3 separate regions of the Rattus norvegicus genome follow, and regions 1 and 2 are each linked to region 3. The links are chromatin contacts, called in public Hi-C maps. All regions are on one chromosome and are shown on one strand. The core of a region is the stretch at or near the end of the contact, and the rest is flanking DNA. Distances in the headings are between cores, read along the strand shown.

The links. Hi-C and Micro-C count contacts between places; a contact is called where the count stands out from the background.
Region 1: a Hi-C map of the Rat2 cell line shows a contact between it and region 3, with 5 times the contacts expected there. The contact joins two enhancer-like sites.
Region 2: a Hi-C map of the A7r5 cell line shows a contact between it and region 3, with 2.8 times the contacts expected there. The contact joins two enhancer-like sites. A contact is called at or near these places in 3 of 12 Hi-C or Micro-C datasets (the A7r5 cell line, the Rat2 cell line and mammary epithelial cells).

Annotation. Positions count from the first base shown.
Region 1 is chr6:30,182,080-30,184,869 of GRCr8, reverse strand. All of the region lies in intron 7 of Babam2 (BRISC and BRCA1 A complex member 2), which reads left to right. Among named protein-coding and RNA genes, the nearest start is that of Fosl2, 140 kb to the right of the region's middle. Within about 2 kb of position 1,264, at least 33 of the 93 cell types and tissues checked have an H3K27ac peak or open chromatin away from gene starts, as enhancers often do.
Region 2 is chr6:30,563,883-30,566,886 of GRCr8, reverse strand. No RefSeq gene overlaps it. Among named protein-coding and RNA genes, the nearest start is that of Mrpl33, 11 kb to the right of the region's middle. Within about 2 kb of position 1,481, at least 24 of the 93 cell types and tissues checked have an H3K27ac peak or open chromatin away from gene starts, as enhancers often do. A contact at or near this core is called in the A7r5 cell line, where this site is marked.
Region 3 is chr6:30,412,886-30,415,585 of GRCr8, reverse strand. All of the region lies in intron 3 of Babam2 (BRISC and BRCA1 A complex member 2), which reads left to right. Among named protein-coding and RNA genes, the nearest start is that of Babam2, 53 kb to the left of the region's middle. Within about 2 kb of position 1,430, at least 21 of the 93 cell types and tissues checked have an H3K27ac peak or open chromatin away from gene starts, as enhancers often do. A contact at or near this core is called in the A7r5 cell line, where this site is marked.

The DNA of each region.
Region 1 (2,790 bases), core at 15-2,514, 230 kb after region 3:
AAAGGGAGAGTATGGGGCTTGAAATAAGGGCAGGAAGGTCAATTGGCAAATACAATTACATGGGTGATTTGGCTTTGAAAGTGGATCCGGACATGCTGAACATCCCCCAAATTGGGAGGACACCAATTGCTTGTTAACTGAGACGACTAGATAGATACCTTCTTCTGTGTGCTTGACGGTGTTCCTCGTGCTGGGGCGACCCATTGGACAGTTGGTCCTATGGGTCTGCAAAAGAACTAGCTACAGGATTTGTCTCCTCCAGCTCCAAGAGAATCTCTGAAAGGCATTTACATTACCTGTGTGTGCTATGCTGGGACAGAGAAAAGTAGAGACTCACTGCCTGGCACTACAGACAGCTTATACAGTCTACAGATGATGTTCAAGAAAGGCTAATTCCAACATTAGCCAAAACTGCATGTAAGCCAAACCAAAACAACAGCAAAAATGCCGATACTCATTTTATGAACCGCTTAATTGCCGTATTAGTCACAAAGATCAAATCACAGGAATGCCCCGCCTCTAAGGGCTGTTCTCCATGATGATGAGCACGAGCCAGCTGTCATTACACATCAGCCCTAGCACTGTATCCTAAAGACATCAAATGTGACTTCTAAACATCCCAGTTGGGGTCATGGCATCTTATGTTAGTGCCTGGATGCTTTACTTGTTGGGCACATGTTTTTAGTTAACTAGCAAAAATAGTTGAGACAGGCCCATTTGTGATAACTACAGATTCTCACATGTTGTAAGGGTCCCAGAGCCAGGCCTGCACTGTTGCTAGCAACATAGCCAGTTTGGGTTAGTTTGGTTTCCTAACAGAGCCTAGATGGAACCTAGAGCCTTGTTCATACTAGATAGGCAATCTGGATCCCCAGTAGTGTCTAAAATGTTTGCAAGCACTTTGCTTCTGTACTGTCCTTTGCTTTATTGGATTTAAGACTTTCACTTCTACTGTATGATGTTTCTCTAGGAACAGGTTAGAAGAAGGTGGGAATCTAGCTTAGTGGTAGACTGTCTACTTAGGACAAGTGATAGTTTGTTAATTAAAAACATGAACCAATGAGTTCATGCACCACCATCAATAAATAAGTAAAGAGGAAACATGCCTGAGGATGTCAGGATACTGCCATAGGCATCTGTGGATAGCCAAGAGCCCCACGAACTTTGAAGGTTTGGCTGGAATGCCATAGGGAAACAAACACTCCCATGCTAAGTACAAGCCCAGCCTCAAGTTAACAATAAGACCAACATTTTGTTGCTTCATTTTCCTATAAAGTTCTGGGTTGCTGATTGAAGCAGAATTCCAATGCTTTGACACACCACCACATTGTTAAGATAGGGAGGATTTGATTATAGGAGAACAAGCCCCCAAAATGTCCATTTCACACACACACACACACACACACACACACACACACTCACACACACACACACTCACACACTCTCACACACACTCACACACTCTCTCACACTCACACACACTCACACACTCACACACACACTCACACACTCACACACTCACACACTCCCCTAAGGTCTCGCTTGCTTGCTTCTCAAGGCAGTGTGTGGTTGCAATTCCTCCATTTGATGTGGTTCATCCTCCAGTGCCAAACAGGGCAATGTGGGGAAATGATGACACTGCAGAAAATGAGGGTGGCAGTGACCTGCTTAGTAACAAGAGAAATAAAACAGATCTTAGGAATCGAGGCCAAAAATACCTGCTTCTCTACACAGTGAGGAGAAAGAAACAGAGTGTTTTCCTGTGATAGAAAGAGACTAGGCTCTGCCGGCAGCTGGCACCTTGTAGACCAAGCAAGGGCAAGCCAGGAGAGCCACCGGCTGGCTGGGGTAGGTGAGAAGGCAGCTGCCTGAGAAAGGGCGTGGGTTCCTTAGGTCAAGGGTGTGGGGTGCCAGGGAAGAGAGAAGGGGAGCCAAGGCTGCCTTCCTGCCTAGGCACAGAACACACTTGCAAAATTTTCTTATTTCAACACCATGCAGCATTGGAGGCGAGGCCTAAAAAGCGTCACAGTTTAAAAGAAGCAAAAGCTGTCCATGCAGGAGTGGGTTCTATTTATTTACAACTTTAAGGCTGGACAGCTTTTCTATTGTGTGGTTTGTGACTACCCAAAGTGACATTTTTTGAGTTTTAAAATTATCTCTTTTTGCACTGAGAAAAGAGCATATATGATTCATCTTAATATTGCGAGGATCAGTCAGCAGCTAACAGCTAGTATTTTGGGTGGGAGGCAGGCTTCTGTAGGCAGCTTTTTCACCTAACATAGAAGTAAAAAACACCAGAATATGCCTCAAGCTTCGTTCGGAATCATATAAATAGCTCGCTCTTGCACAGTTACAATCTAATGCCATCGTAAGAACTCCCACGGTTCATGAACTGCCTCACGCGCACCTCACCCATGCCTAAAGACGTCTATAGAGGGATGACACTAACTACACCAGTGGAGTTCCAAGGACGCTTGACAGAGGGGCCTGGTTTTTGTTTCTGCTAACATCCTCATCTTGGGCTTTTGCCTGTGTTTCTTCCTGGATGATTTTGTTTTTCAGCCTCTGTAGCACCATCAAGTCATTCTAAGACAAGAAACAAGCTAAGGCCACTAGGCAGATCCAGCCAGTGGTTGGTTGCACATGGCCCACCAGCTCTGAATAATTTTTGCATTTTTCATGGTTACAAAAGCATTTAAAGAATGATGTTTTGTAACTTGTAAAAACTGTATGGAATTCAAATTTCTGTAGCCATAAATAAAATTGCGTTGGAACACGGCCATGCACATC
Region 2 (3,004 bases), core at 232-2,731, 150 kb before region 3:
CTAGAATCTAACAGCAACATCTATTAGTAAAAGACATGATCTGGTTATGGTAGGGAAAACCCGTAACCCCTGCACTTAATAGGCCGAGGCAGGAGGATCACCGCGTGATCAGGGCTGGTCCTGTTTACAGAGTGAGGCCCTATGTCAGCAAGCATCTTCGTGGTAACAACAGCAACAATAGTAATTTAAAAATAGAGAATTTGCACGTAATGATAGCTAATATAGCCTTTGAGGCAAGTATATTGTCCTAGGTCCTTTTTCTTTTAATTAAGAAAAAGTCGGGGCTGGGGATTTAGCTCAGTGGTAGAGCGCTTACCTAGGAAGCGCAAGGCCCTGGGTTCGGTCCCCAGCTCTGAAAAAAAAGAACCAAAAAAAAAAAAAAAAAAGAAAAGAAAAAAAAAGAAAAAGTCGTGGGGAAGAGGTGGCACACACCTTTAGTCCCAGCACTGGGGAGGCAGAGACGGGGCTCTCTGAGATCCAGGGCAGCCAGGGTTACATGGGGCTGGGGTGATGGCTCAGCGGTTAAGTGCACTCACTGACTGCTGTTCTAGAGGACCTGTGTTCAATTCTGAGCGCCCACAGGGCAGCTAACAACTGTCTGTAACGCTAGCTCTAGGAGAGCTGATGCCCCCTTCCGGCCTCTTCCAGAACTGGAGTTGTGAGCTACGTGATGTGGGTGTTGGAAACCAAACCTGGGTCTTGCAAGAGCAGTAGGTACTGTTAACTACTGAGCCATCTCTTTAGTCCAAAAAAAGTCTTTTAAAATACTTTTTAACATTTATTTGTTTATTTAGCACACATGCACGCGCGTGCACGTGCACATCACCCCTAAAAACCATAGGCCTACATGTGGAGGCTAGAGGACAACTTGCAGGGGCCTATTTCTCCTTTTACGTTGTGGGTACTGGGGATAAAGCAGTGTCGGGAGAGTGGGGAGGACTCTGGCAGTTGAGCACTTTTTTCCCCCATGGATTTGAATTTAAGGAGAGACTGTTGGGTGGAGCCTGGCTGGAAGGAGAGAGACAGCCTCCCCCAGATTTCCAGCTGCCCTGAGTGGTTGCCTCACAGGCTGTTACTTAACTCTCCTTACCACTTCCTGGGGTGGGGAAGGGAAGGGCAGAGTGTAGCAGCTGATGCAACAGGCCAAGCAAAGCTGGTGTTATTCTTTGAGGACAGAGGCAGGGCCAGCAGGGTTGGGCTGCTCTGGGCTGCAGCTGTAAGACTCTGCTCTCTGAAAGGTTTCAGCTTCTGCTCCTCTCCATCTTTATTACTGAAATGGGGCTCACCCTCTGATCCTCCAAAATTTTAGATGACACTTCGTCAGGATTCACCTACGTTCATTCACTGACTTCATCAACTTGGAGCCACGTCTGCTGGGAACACACACAGTGGGGCCTTCAGAAGGGGACAGTCTGATTGGAGGGCTTCCTCCCACTAGACCATGTTTCCCATGAGTTCTTCCAGGAGGAAATGGACCCAGCCAGAGGTTTCAGAATGTGTCAGATCCAAACTTTTCTTCTGTAGTGCCAAAGGCCTCAAAACACACCCTGGGGAATGCACTTTCTATTTAAGGCCACATCTAGCCATTAGAAACGAGCTATGAGGCATTTTCCTTTCTCCAAAGAACCTAGATAGCTTGAGCGCAGTAACTCAATCTCACACACACACACACACACACACACACACACACACACACACACACACACACAGAGAGAGAGATGGGGTGATGCCTCAGCCCTGTGTGTCTCAGGTGTGTGTGTGTGTGTGTGTGTGTGTGTGTGTGTGTACATACATATATACATATATGCCTGACAAGTGGGTAAAGGGCACTTGTCACAAGAGTCTAGCAACTTAAGTTCAATCCCTGGGGCCCAGTTAAAGGCAGAAGGAGAGAATTAATTTCATAATGCTCTTCTGACTTCCACTGATAAGAAAATAAATTACAAAACCAGCTGTGGTGGTACACAGAATTTGGCTGACCAGTAAGTTTCCAGGGTCTAAATGTATCTTCCCATGCCCAGTGCTAGGAATCCAGATGTGTGCCACCATGCCTAGAATTACTATTACTATTGTTGTTGTTGTAATTAATGGACATTCAGACACAGCTCCTTGAGCGAGAGCAGTAAGCGCCTTACCCCCTGAGCCATCTCACCAGCACGTGGGACATATATGTTGAATACAACATATAGAATTCTGTTCTGTGTGGGAAAATTCATTTCTAAATCTTTCCCCAGATCAGCTCATTTGGAGATGATTAATTTGGTTGATAATTGATTGGCTCGTTTTTCTCCGTGGCATCGAATACCTAAATTTAGAAAGAAGCCTTGAGCAAGGTAGCTTGTAATTTAGGTGCACATTTTATGATTATACATTTGTTCATATACAGTAGCATGCAATCAAATGTAATCATCTGGACAGCCCGAAATAGCGCAATTACGGTGTTAGTGCAGTGGAGCAGGTTGGGGGCCTTTTTGCATTAGCCATCAACCGACTTAAAGATGTTTTCTCTCGTTAACCTTTAAGTCTGGAGCTAATGAGTGACTCTGGGGACTGCAGACTACACTGAGGTGACCATGTAGTTCACCAAACACCAGATAAACTGGCGCATTTGTCGAGTTTGTCGCAAGTCACAGAAGGCATCTCCGGAAAGGCTTTGTCTCCGGCTGGAGAAGGAGCTCACTTCTCTTACCAAAGGCTGTGCCTCCTTTTGTTTCAGATCCCTAGTTGAAGGAGGACCCGGTTTCCCCTTCTAACTGTATACCAGATTACAGTTAAGCCATCTTTCAAAGCTGCTTCCTCCAAAAAGATGGTGTCTTAGTTAAGGTTACCACTGCTGGGATGAAACACCAAGACCAAAACAGCTCGGGGAGGAGAGGGCTTATTCGGCTTCTGCTCCTATATCACAGCTCATCGTCAGAGGAAGTCAGGACGGGAACTTGAAGAGGGCAGGAGCTGATGCAGGGGCCATGGAGGAGTGCTGCTTCCTGGCTTACTCACTTATGAC
Region 3 (2,700 bases), core at 181-2,680:
TCCTAGTAGAGTTTTAAAAATGCTGTTTTCAGACTGCTGTCAAACGTGGAACTTACAGAAATCTCTCTTTACATTCCAGATCTAAGCAAGATAATAGGCGCGCGTGCGCGAGCGCGCGCGCGCGCACACACACACACACACACACACACACACACACACACACACACACCCCAAACTCACTAGGGATGTTTCCTGTCGACACCTGTCATTCAGACACAACCTTTCCTCCAGAATCCATTTTTTCCCCCTGACTTTGGCTATGTCCTGTTTTGTAGAGGGAAGGGAACATAATATTTTGGTAGGATTATATCTTTAAAGATGGAGAATTACATCCATTAAAAAAAATAAACAACTTAGCAAAAAAAAAAAATTGGCAAAATCAGAAAATGCTTGCAAGAGGATTTGGGATGTTCTAGAGAATTACAAAGATAAATGATTTCAGGTAAAGACCAAGAGTCTCTAATTTGTGAGGGGAATAAAGAGTCAGAGGCAAGAGAGAGATGGATAGACAGCCCTTGTTGGAGGGAAAAGAGAAAATGATTAAAAGTTTTTAAATGTATTCTGAAAAAAAATAAAAATAATTAAAATGTGTTCTGAATAAAATCTGTACTCTCCCCCCTCGAGCCTTAGGTACTGGACTCCTTCCCTGTTATTGTCTCCTCAGTGGCGAGCCCCTGTTTGATAGTGGTTGTGTTGAGTACACAGCAAAGCTGCAAACCATCTCTCATTAGTTCTTTCTTTGTACTTATGCCTAACCCTCTCCCTCTGGAGAAATGCCAGTTTGCCACTAAATTTAAATAAATAAGAACATGTCTCATCAATAGGGGTGGCAAATCTAGCCCCTCTTTAGAGCACTGAGCAATTTATGACCATATGTTAAATACCATAAAACAGCTTTAAAGATTTGGGCCCTGGCCATTGCCAGATTGCACCGTAGGAGTACGGCAGCGCTGCAAGGGACTGGGAATGTTTCCTCCGGCCCTTGCAGGCCTCAGCAACTCACTGATGTCACAGCCAAAGGGGCCTGTTTTCAAACATTCCCTTTATAAAGGTGAAATCCCACAAGATCCCATTTGGCATTTGGGTAGCGAGAAAGCAAGACTTCTTTTTAACTCTTAAGGGTCAGAATTAGTAAGACAGTGTTGTGTGGGAGAGCAAGTAGCTTGGCAGTGGTGAGTGTAGGAGGCAAGTCGGGAGTTGGTAGGAGACGTCCTTCTCATTCTTGTTCTTGGAGCGTGAACTGGGCTTTTATATGGTACCAGGCAACCAAATACCGCATTTCTCACTCATTTTCTTCTTGCCAGCTTCCATGGAATTAATATTAATGTTACAACAATTTAAAAATTTCATACTAAAGAGCTGCCAGCTGTAAGGATTCCTTTTCTTCCAGGAGTATGACTCATTATTTGGTGAACTCCAAATATTAGCTTTTCTTTTTACCATCATCACTGCCTGTGACTCACACATGGCATATCGTGGGCTCGTGGTTGAGAGCATGTAGGAGTGTGCCAGCACATGTGCTTTTTGGTCAGGTGGTTCTGGATGGTCTCAGATGAGAACACTGGAAGCAGGGACAGGCCCACCAAGTGCAAGTAGGCATGGCAAGGCTCTGGGTCGCACTTCACTGACACATCTCCTGGAAAGAGAAAGATGATGAGATTTGGCTGTCAAAGGTCCAGGATCCCCAGCCTTCTTGAATGTGTATGTGCCAGCCCTAGGACTGAAATCTGTCCTGCCCGTATAGACCGTTCTGTTTGGTCTTCCTTTGTAGCTCCTCTCCTGTACATTTGAGGCAGTCACACACTTCTCTAGGAAGTGCAGTTGGGAAGCTCCTGTTAAATTCTTCCTAAGGCAGGAAACACACTATTGTTTCTTGTTGTTGCTTTCTTCCTTTGAAAGAACAAATTATTTCATACTTTGGCAATTTATAAAGGCTCCGGGTAGTAGTTTGAAAAAACCATACTGCTGGTCTAAGGCAAAAATGCAGTGATCTTTCCTGACACCTTTAAGTCTGGGCTTGTTTTCCCATGACACGTATGCTGCAGGAGGGCAGCTGTGGAAGAGTGGAAGTCCTTTCCCCTACTGCACATGAAGTCTTTAGAGGGACAACAGGATTTTGCTTTGAGCCTTTGATTTTAAGCTTCAGTCTAATTAATTAGGCTATAGCTGCCCACTTAATTCTTCTCTGTTTCTCTCAGGACCTTTCTGTTCCTGTTACAGGCATCTGTTAAGTCTTTTTACCTGAGTGGGTTTCTTGAATATTTGCATCATAGTTTTCAAACTATGTAGAACACAGAAGCAGTTAAAATGCCCTCTTCATTCTTTAATATGAGAAAAATGTCACTTTAGTCATTTCTCAGTATCTTGCCACAGTGGATGGAAATTAGAATAGGGAACATTTGGCTTTCTGTGAGTTGAAAGCTAGATTTTTGGCAACTGATTTCTTTCTGTAGACTAGTAATTATTCTTAGCTCAGTCCACCAAAGAGAAGAACCTGTTTAATAAAGGGGACCAGCTCATTATTGAGTTCCGTTATAGTATTTAACATAGCATCCTTGGCTATGTGTCATGGCACAGGCCCTTCGTACTCCAAGCCTCTCTTTTCATTTCTGAGAAGCCTGCCTTCAGCAAGGTCCAGTCGTAGTATGTGAAGTGTAACTGTGCTCTTGTATCATAGCTCCTAACACAAATGAAGGGAAG